Regions from separate parts of the Mus musculus genome. Here region 2 is linked to region 1. A link is a contact called in public targeted proximity ligation data. All regions are on one chromosome and are shown on one strand. The core of a region is the stretch at or near the end of the contact, and the rest is flanking DNA. Distances in the headings are between cores, read along the strand shown. Region 1 holds the start of Arc (activity regulated cytoskeletal-associated protein). Region 2 has its middle 7.2 kb from the start of Gm39556.

Region 1 (5,164 bases), core at 1,074-3,573:
GTAGCCCCAGGCTGCAGTGTGGGGGCGAGAAGGGAGTTGCTGAGGGCTTCTGGGGCGATAATTGGGCAGCGATTAAATGTTCCCAGAGGAGCTATGGCTGTTGCCTGTGCCTGTCACCTGTCACTGGGCTCCTGTGTTCGTGGCTTCTGAAGACCCCGGAGGAGGAAGCAGGGCTTCCTGTGACTTTTCACCCCAGTGGGGCTCAGAGTAGTGTCTCGGGGTCAGTGGCCTGGATGGACTGCCCTCCATGGAGATAGGAAATGCAGTGGTCAGAGGGTCAGAGCACTTCAGCCTCGGAAACTTCTCCATTTGTGCCCAATCCCCCCTACGGACAGGGGGTGGGGGATCCTGGTCACTGGCCACAGTGCAGCTGGTTGACACCCTTGCACTCTCCAGCCTGCTCATCCTCAGCTTCCCCACTCTAGGGGGCTGTCCACCAGCTTCCGTGTGGGTACAGAGAGACTGACTCTGGCCACTGAAGGGCTACTGCTGGCATGTGTGCAGACAGACCAGGGTCCAGTTGCCCCGTCAACCCTACCCCATGGCGTAGGACCTTGGTTAACCTTCAGCTCCCTCCAGACTCAGGCCTGCAGCTCCCGGCTCCCAGGATTCCCCCATAGGAAAACTCTAGTTAGTCCCTATTCTAGCAATTTCTCTGCTTGTTTCCCCTCCCTGCAGTGATGCCCCTCTGCCTGCCTTCTGTGTCCGCCTACTCACCTCTAATTAGAAATGCCAGGAGAGCCATTTTAGGGGAGTTTTTTTTCCCCCAGAAAGACATTCCTCTCAGGGATGGAAGCCCTGGGTGTGTGTGTGGAGGGGGGGGGGAGGGGGGACAGGTTGGCTCTAAGAGAGGCAGGGCTCCCCAAAGCTTCTTGAAAACAGAGGAGGGGGCTCTGAGGGATATGAGGTTAGGAGAGTTCTGTAGGTGTGTGAGCAAAAGTGGGGTGGGAGAAGCTGAGATGTGAGTACACGTGGATTACAAGTGGGGGCCACTGGTGTGTGTGTGGAAGGCCATGAGTGGGGGGCATGAGTCCACAGAGAGGGCCGTGAGTGGGGGGCATGAGTCTACATGGAAGGGTGTGAGTGGGCTAAGTGCTGGTTGGTATGAGTGTTCAGTGTGTATGTATGAGTGTGAGAGAGGGGGAGCTGGCAGAGAGGAAAGGGGGTTCTTGCAGGCACCATGTGTCTGTGGGCCCCTGTAGGCTTCTGCTGTGGGCAGTGATATGTCCCCAAGTAACATCAGGAAATGGGAGACCTAGACCTGTGTTTCTGGCTTGGTGTAAGTCAAGAAGGATGCCCTCCCCCACTGCACCACAGCGCTGTTGGCTGTTGCCAGGGAATCGGAAGGGGCCTCCCTCTAGAGGGAATCTCAGCTTCCGGAGCCCCATTCCTTATATGGCATCTTGCTTTCCTCTGCAGGCTCCTTCCCCTCCTTCCTCCTTCTCCCTCCCTCCTTCCTCCGGACTAACCTCTTGGAAGGCTTGAGAAGCTTCTGGTCCAGTTGTGGCTGGGTCCTAGGGACTTCAGGGTTCAGCAATGTTGCCTACACATCTTGATATCCCTATGCCCTACCCCAGTGTCTGTACAGGTTCAAGTGATACATCTGTTTCAGGGCACTGCGGCCCTGTTCAGCCACTGACACACAGACAGGGCCACTCAGTGTCCACAAACCTATGAAGGGGTCCAGAAAAAGCCTTGCCTGAGTGGAGTTCCCGAACAATATTGGACCAGGCTAGGATTTGGACTTATGACTCTTGGGGCAAGGTTGGGCAGGAAGTAGGTGTGTGTGTGTGTGTGTGTGTGTGTGTGTGTGTGTGTGTGTGTCCCGCTAACCAAAGGCAGCTGAGGATAGAAGGGTTTGGAGTGAGAGATTCCTACCAGGCACTTCTGAAGTTGCATACTGTGTGGTCAGGATGGGCAAGAGTCAGGATGGGCGCATCAAAGATTCAGAGGGGTAACGTCCAGCTGCTCCCTAAGAAAAGAGATCATGAGGCCCCAGGGCAAACAGTAGGTAATAACCTGCCTTAGCCTCATCCTCGCTGCCCAGGACTAGGTAGAGGAGAGTGTCTCCGGTCCCCAAAATCCCTCCCGGTGGGAGGCGCGCAGCAGAGCACATTAGTCACTCGGGGCTGTGAAGGGGCGGGTCCTTGAGGGCACCCACGGGAGGGGAGCGAGTAGGCGCGGAAGGCGGGGCCTGCGGCAGGAGAGGGCGCGGGCGGGCTCTGGCGCGGAGCCTGGGCGCCGCCAATGGGAGCCAGGGCTCCACGAGCTGCCGCCCACGGGCCCCGCGCAGCATAAATAGCCGCTGGTGGCGGTTTCGGTGCAGAGCTCAAGCGAGTTCTCCCGCAGCCGCAGTCTCTGGGCCTCTCTAGCTTCAGCGGCGACGAGCCTGCCACACTCGCTAAGCTCCTCCGGCACCGCACACCTGCCACTGCCGCTGCAGCCGCCGGCTCTGCTCCCTTCCGGCTTCTGCCTCAGAGGAGTTCTTAGCCTGTTCGGAGCCGCAGCACCGACGACCAGATGGAGCTGGACCATATGACCACCGGCGGCCTCCACGCCTACCCTGCCCCGCGGGGTGGGCCGGCCGCCAAACCCAATGTGATCCTGCAGATTGGTAAGTGCCGAGCTGAGATGCTGGAACACGTACGGAGGACCCACCGGCATCTGTTGACCGAAGTGTCCAAGCAGGTGGAGCGAGAGCTGAAAGGGTTGCACAGGTCGGTGGGCAAGCTGGAGAACAACTTGGACGGCTACGTGCCCACCGGCGACTCACAGCGCTGGAAGAAGTCCATCAAGGCCTGTCTTTGCCGCTGCCAGGAGACCATCGCCAACCTGGAGCGCTGGGTCAAGCGTGAGATGCACGTGTGGAGGGAGGTCTTCTACCGTCTGGAGAGGTGGGCTGACCGCCTGGAGTCCATGGGCGGCAAATACCCAGTGGGCAGCGAGCCGGCCCGCCACACTGTCTCTGTAGGTGTGGGGGGTCCAGAGCCCTACTGCCAGGAAGCTGATGGCTATGACTATACCGTTAGCCCCTATGCCATCACCCCGCCACCTGCCGCAGGAGAACTGCCTGAACAGGAGTCAGTTGAGGCTCAGCAATATCAGTCTTGGGGGCCAGGTGAGGATGGGCAACCGAGCCCTGGTGTGGATACACAGATCTTCGAGGACCCACGGGAGTTCCTGAGCCACCTGGAAGAGTACCTGCGGCAGGTGGGTGGCTCTGAAGAATATTGGCTGTCCCAGATCCAGAACCACATGAATGGGCCAGCCAAGAAGTGGTGGGAGTTCAAGCAGGGCTCGGTGAAGAACTGGGTGGAGTTCAAGAAGGAGTTTCTGCAATACAGTGAGGGTACACTCTCCCGTGAAGCCATTCAGCGGGAGCTGGAGCTGCCGCAGAAGCAGGGTGAACCACTCGACCAGTTCCTCTGGCGCAAGCGGGACCTGTACCAGACACTGTATGTGGACGCTGAGGAGGAGGAGATCATTCAGTATGTGGTGGGCACCCTGCAGCCCAAACTCAAGCGCTTTCTGCGCCACCCACTCCCCAAGACCCTGGAGCAGCTTATCCAGAGGGGTATGGAAGTGCAGGACGGCCTGGAGCAGGCAGCTGAGCCTTCTGGCACCCCACTGCCCACAGAGGATGAGACGGAGGCACTCACACCTGCTCTTACCAGCGAGTCAGTAGCCAGTGACAGGACCCAGCCTGAATAGAGGGGCCAGCCCAGGGTCCCCAGCCCGCCTGCCACACCCAGCCTGTGGCTTTTGCCAACTAGGACTTGAGCTGGGGCTGACTCCCAAAGGGATGCCCTGTCCAGCCAGACATCTACTCACCCACTGACCTGGCCTGACTCACAACTGCCACACAACCATGCTACATGGACTGAACATCAAGAAGCCCCTTTCCCATAGGGCTCCCACCTGCCGCCTACCCCTCATCTGTCTGCCCTGGTCCTGGCCCCCAGCCCCATTGGCCTCACCCTCTACACTCTCAGACCATCACAGAACACGATCTGGCTTCCTCATTCTGCTCCAGTGTCCAGGGCTCTTTGGGTAATCAAGAAACCAAGTGTCTGAAAGGCAACAAAAAGTAGGCACCAAAACCCAGGGGACATCCTAGGGCAGATGCTAAAGCAGAGATGCTGAGGGAACCTCAACTTCCGGGGATGCAGCCCACTCCTGCAGACACAGCAGATCCAGCTGGTACCCTAGCTGCCGCCCAGGGCAACCGGCCAGTCTTGGGCAGCATAGCTCCCCTCCCAGGGGTGAGCTGAAGCCACAAATGCAGCTGAAGCAGCAGACCTGACATCCTGGCACCTCCTGGCCCCCAGGTGAGCCCTGCACCGTGTATCTTAGAGTGGGGGGGGGGGGCGTGCAGAACCAAGTCCACTTTCCAGGAGCCCTTCAAGGCTTCCCTAGCAAATTAGTTGCAAGGGTGGAGTGAAGTGGCATCAGAGTGGGTGTCATTGTAGTGGGCACTGGCACTTCACGGTCCAAGGACGGGGCTGAGGTGGGGGCGGTTCTGGGGGAATTTGCTAAGCCAGCTCACCGAGGACCCTGTGATTTCTCACCCCAGCAGTGATTCATACCAGTGAAGAAGAGCAGAGCTCAGCTCCGTGACTCAGCCATGGCAGGCGGAGGGTCCCCGAGGGGCTGAGTCCTCACACCCAGCCGAGGCAGCGGCTGGAGCCTACAGAGCCAGGAGAATGACACCAGGTAAGAAAGTCTTGCCTCCTATCCTGACCAAGCCTCAGATCCCAGCCACTCTCCAGATTTCTGGGTTATCCGGGAAGTCCTGACAGGCCCCAGGGGTACCAGCTGGGAGCAGGGTAACCTGGTGTCCCTCCTGGATCTAGTGGTGAGCAGTTCTCTCACCATCTTGCTGCTTCCTGTGTCCTTCAGGTCTCAAGGCTGCTGAGAAGTCTTTGCTGCCATGTCTGGAAAGGGCATCACCACACCACCAGCACCAGCACCATCCTCTCTTCTCCTGAAGCTGCCTACATGGGTTCCAAGACACTTTCAAGGCAGAGAAAACAAGATTACAGAGAGGAGGTGCCTGGCAGGGGGCAGCACCCCAGCTCAGCCCAAGAGCTGAAGGTGAAGACAAGCCAGCATGAAACCACGGGTCTGCCATGATGCCCGCCCCGCTGGCCGCTCACTAGCTGCC
Region 2 (5,317 bases), core at 2,043-4,542, 250 kb before region 1:
AACAAAACCAAGCAAAACAAAACTAAACCAAGCCCAGGAAAGGCCCCAGAGCTGTTTACTAGACTCTTGGAACCAGGAAGACATGTTTGGCAATTGGGTATAAGGTAAATATAAGAAACACAGAGAAACAAACCCTCCACATAGTAGGGACGGATGATAAAATATTCCCTAGGACTATGATTAGTAGATGCCAGGGTTGTGAGTCACACTGCATGGCTCTTGCCTTCTCTCAGCCTAGGGCCACAGGAGAAAGAAGGGTGGAACTCAGGATATTGCAGTCAGAGCTTCTTGAAGTTGCTCCCAGTGGGGCAGAAGGCACAGCTGATGGGATATTCAGTGGATGTGGGGGTGCAGAAGGGGTGGGGAATAGCAAGCCACTGTGGAAGGAAACAGGAAAACTCCAACTCTGCCAAGTTATTGTGCTGTTTCTACTGTCTCCCCAACCCCCACACCTCCACTGTGGTCACGGTTCATCACGTACGAAGCTCGGTGTCTATCCCAACATTGGCTAGGAGGACAGCTCTGCGGGCTTAACTCTGTTCTTTCACCTTTCGGTGGGTTACTGGAATGGCATCGACATCTTCAGGCTTGCTAGGCAAGTGCCTTCATCTGCTGAGTCATCCCAGAGGTCCAGCTCCAACTATCTGGATAGCACAATTATCCAGTAAATGGTTCCTCAGATCCACAAATGAATACCCACATGGAAACTCTTCTCCCAAACAGATTTTAGGGTGCCTGATGGTTGTCAACTAGATTAGGTCAGGAAATACCTGGCAGGTTAGTAAAACTCAAGGTGAGGCGTTTGTAAACAGTTAGATCCTGAGGGTTCTGATTTAATCAATGGGAGATGGTAGGAGGTAGAAGACTGAATGAAGGCAATGAGCCCCTGGGGTTTGTGCCCCTGAGCCCTCTATCTCTGGCTTCCTCCTGAATCTATCTTCTCACTGATTTCTTCCTATGCTCCCTCTGTGGTAGGTGCCGTTAGAGACAGAGCCTAGGCCTTGACTCCCACACCACTAAAACGACAAGTAATAATGAGAAGTGAAAGATTTATTTTGCATAACCGCAACAGGAAGAGAAACAAATTACTGGTTCAATTTCTGCCCAGACTTCCATTAATGGCAGACAATGATGGGGAAGCTGAAGTGAAGTGTGTCTTTTGTGGTACCCAGACTAGGAAAACCCCAGAGACCACCTGGAACCATAACTCCCATGCAAGCACATGTAAGTCTTTATTCAAGCTTGAACTTGGGCCACACACCTTCCTGATGTAACGGGATAGGAGAATGGGCCCCGAGGTGTAGGTGAAGGGGGTTTATACAGGGAAAAGCTGCAGGCAGGGGTTTCTAAGCCTTGTCGTTATATGAGAGGGTAAAGGAATGTTGGTCTTGAAGCTAATTGTTTTACAGCACCCTGGTTATACCACAAGGAGCGACCACACTTCCAAAAGGAGCATCTTGACCTAGGAAAGACTTATGCTTCCTTCCTTCCTTCCTTCCTTCCTTCCTTCCTTCCTTCCTTTCTTTCTTGTTTGTTTGTTGTTTTGTTTTGTTTTTTTTTTTCAAGACAGGGTTTCTCTGTGTAGCCCTGGCTGTCCTGTAACTCACTCTGTAGACCAGGCTGGCCTCGAACTCAGAAATCCGTCTGCTTCCCAAGTGCTGGGATTAAAGGCATATGCCATCACTGCCCAGCTGATTTATGTTTTCTTAGTCCACTCTCTTGTTATCAGCTCGCTGCAGCTGCTGTGTCTATTTTGCAACTGCCAGGGACATTTCATGCTTTTTCTCAGACCTCACAGGGTAGTGGCCATGCCTCTCTAAGGGCAAATTAACTTAGAATGGAGTCTTCAACAAAATGGAGCTTATTCTGCTACCTCAGTCCCTTCACTTTCCCTTCCCCAAGCTGCTTTTCGTCATGGTGCTTTCTCACAGGGAAAGTAACCCTAACTAAGGCAGCAGGGATAGGGCCCCATCACTTGCAACATGGGCTCTACCGGGTGTGATTGGAACCCGTGGGCCCCTCCCTGCAGGCCGTGCTCAGCCAGCAAGGGCACCTCCAGCCGCTTTGTTGGCTTTCTCTCTTTCTTGGCCTCATCACATTTTTAGAACAGGGATTTGTCTGTGAAGTCACCACTCTATCCCATGCAGACCAACAGGATTCCCCTCCTGCTGGGGGAGACCAGAATGCACACGCCCGTTCCTGTGGGAGTGTCCTGTGTGCACACTCAGACTTTGGTGGGAAGGGAAAGTTTTCAAGGGTGAGACCTCACCAGTAGAGGGCAGAGGAACCAAGGGAACTATGGGTATTATCTTGCCTGCAGCATTTTTAAAATGTCATTTGAATTAGAAAGTAAGAGGGAATCTTTTTTTTAATTAGATATTTTCTTTGTTTACATTTCAAATGTTATCCCCTTTCCTAGTTTCCCCTCAGAAAATCCCCTATCCCCTCCCCCCTGCTCCCCAGCCCACCCACTCCCATTCCTGGTCCTAGCATTCCCCTATACTGGGGCATAGAGCCTTCACAGGACCAAGGGCCAGTAAGAGGGAATCTTGAGGCTGTTATTTTGGGCAAAAAGCTGTCAAGAGAAGTAGCTCCCTTCTCCCCACCCCAGTCTTCTCCTCTCTTCTGAGGTGTTGTGTCTATAGTCAGATACTAGAACACGCTAGGCAAGTGCTCAGCCACTGGGCTACAGCTAAAAATGTTCCATTTTTATCTTTATGTGTATGGGTGTTTTGCCTGCATGTATGGCTTGTGCACCACATACATGCTGTATCCAACACCGGTCAGAGGAAAGCGTTGGATCTCCTGGAACAGGAGGGTTGTGAGCCGTCATGTGGGTGCCGGGAATCAGAGTCAGGTCCTCTGGAAGAGCGTCCAGAGCTCTTTGACTGCTGATCCACTCTTTTAGCCCCATAAGGCCCTTAAAAGCACTCAAAACTCATGATAACAATAACAAAGGGAAACTTTGTGTAAGAAGTTGGGGGGTGTTGCAGGAGTCTGGCCTGCCATACACAGGATCTCAGTCAAGCTCTGGCTAGAGGTAGGAAATGGAGGAAGGGTTTCCCCTCAGCCCAGGGGCTGTTGATCAAAACCTCCATTCCCCAGAGCAGCACAGTCCTAACGGGTTGAAGTGCTGGTAGCAAGTAAGTGCTGAGCACTCCACTCAGCTCCGAGAACACTACGGAGAAGGAGGCAGAAAGAAAACGAGAAGTGGCAGTGTTGTAGAATATGCCTCCACTCTGTACCACCAAAACCACTTAAAAAAAAAAAAAAACCCAAGACCTCTCAGAGGACTGGGTTTCAGTTTTGGAATCCCCTGGCTGCTTGGTAGGTACTTTCCCTGTGCCTGTTGCTGTCTACTGTGTCTGGGATCCACGAGCCCTGCCCGACCCCCCATCTTTAAACTTTTTAATTGGCAGATAAAATGGACCTGAAATTCCTAAAGGGTGTAACACCGAGCTTACTTTGTTTTACTCAGCCTTGGATCTCTTCCCGGTGAAGCACGAAACTGGGCAGCAGGCTTGGTATACCAGTATCCTGTTGTGATTATTGTAGGATTGTTGAAGTCTGAGGCAAGGGAAGGTGTCCGGGATGTTTCCAAGAATTCTGTCCGTGATCTTGCTGCATGGCCCCCAGTGGGGGAGGGTGTGCCTTCAGCAGGTCTATCCATGCCTGAGGACCACGCTGTCCACATTCAGGTATTGTGTAAGGAGCAAGACACACAGCCCCGTCCAGTTCTGTGGGGAACTGTAGTATCTGGGACAATCTGGACTGGTTCCCACAGTGGGTCTGCCTAGCTTTAAAAGCTCACAGGGACCCTCTGCAGTGTAGGCAGACATACAGCTATGCCATTATAGCACTGAGGCTTGGGGAAGACTACATAGGCCGCTGAGGAGTGAAGTGGTGGAGTGGGAAGCTAGCTGTGTGATATGGGATTGAGCAAGCGACAGCACCCCTGTTCCCTTCCCTCCCCAACACCTGAAATAAATTTGTCTCTAAGGCCCCCGGAAACTGCAGGCCTGTGACAGAGGGGCTGTTGGGTGATCTTGCCGATACTTTTGTGATCATTCTTCCTTCTTGGGAATGGATGGTTCCTGACTGTAGCAAGACCATCGGGCTCCACACTTTTGCTCTCCCTGAGCAACTTTTCCCATTTCTTTAATGAGTAGGTGGAGAATTTTGTACATTTTTACACTTCTCTTCTTTTGATTAAAAATTCTACTTTGGAATCCTTTTTTTTTTCTTTCTCCAGTCTGCTCTAAGCTTTCAAAAGCATCAGTCCATGCCTGCCACACAGTGCTCAGTTATGCCTTCAGCTGAATATCTAATTCTTCACTTGCAAGTTCTAAAAATATTGGGATAGGAACAGAGTTAGACCAAGCTCTTCTCCACGTTCTAATGAGGGCAGTGGCTCCTCCAGTTCCCAGCCGCGTCCCCCTTCACTCTGCAGCTCCTCAGAGGATTGGCTGACATTTCCCAGCCATGCAACCATGGCCATGCCATGATCTCTGTCTCCTTTCTTGCTGAGTCCTTACAGGAATCACCTTTAAGGTGACAAAGACTCATGGTTTAACCATATATTATAGTTTGGCTCGGAAACCTGGGCTCTTTTGGGTTCTTCCTCTGGACTCTGCTATGTAAGTTTATTAAGAGACTCCACACCTGGGCTGGTGAGATGGCTCAGTGGGTAAGAGCACCCGACTGCTCTTCCAAAGGTCTGGAGTTCAAATCCCAGCAACCACATGGTGGCTCAAAACCATCCGTAACGAGATCTGACTCCCTCTTCTGGAGTGTCTGAAGACAGCTACAGTGTACTTACATATAATAAATAAATAAATCTTAAAAAAAAAGAGACTCCACACCATATCTGAGCAGGTTCCTCATCTGCATCCTTCAGGTGACATCTAGGGACCCTGGCTTGCCAGTGTCCTCTGCATTCTGATGTTTTCTTTTTTAGGTTTTTCATCCACCAAGTCTTCTATCCCTTGGCTCTAAACCACTATTAGTTCATGTTGAATTGAGAATTGAGACCAATACCCCACCTACAATCCCACAAGGGTGGGCACTTGTTAGGATGGTCTTCAATAGTCTGCCTTACTACTTTAATATGTTTCATGGACTAAAGAGACAGAGATTAAAACTCTCTGTCTCTGCCTTTAACTCTGTCTCCCTGAATTCATTCTATTGCTCAGGCTGACCTCAAGCTGAGCATCCTCCTGCCTCAATCTCCAGAAGGATGGGATTACTGCTGTTGCTCAGAATTCTAGTCTGTCCATCATCTTGTTCCCACGTATGCAACATCTGTCACAGCCCCACA

Evidence for each region.
Region 2: a targeted proximity ligation map of regulatory T cell precursor shows a contact between it and region 1, with 5 times the contacts expected there. A contact is called at or near these places in 1 of 484 Hi-C or Micro-C datasets (CD4 T cells) and 4 of 130 datasets of targeted methods (double positive thymocytes, embryonic stem cells, pancreatic cancer cells and 1 more).

The regions. Positions count from the first base shown.
Region 1 is chr15:74,669,729-74,674,892 of GRCm38.p6, reverse strand. It overlaps Arc (activity regulated cytoskeletal-associated protein), which reads left to right and starts at 2,323. Exons shown (of 3, transcript NM_018790.3): 1 at 2,323-4,328; 2 at 4,574-4,713; 3 at 4,900-5,164. The coding sequence starts at 2,521. The coding sequence ends at 3,711. It overlaps Gm32994 (a long non-coding RNA gene), which reads right to left and starts at 1,880. Exons shown (of 5, transcript XR_003951652.1): 1 at 1,470-1,880.
Region 2 is chr15:74,916,591-74,921,907 of GRCm38.p6, reverse strand. No RefSeq gene overlaps it. Among named protein-coding and RNA genes, the nearest start is that of Gm39556, 7.2 kb to the left of the region's middle.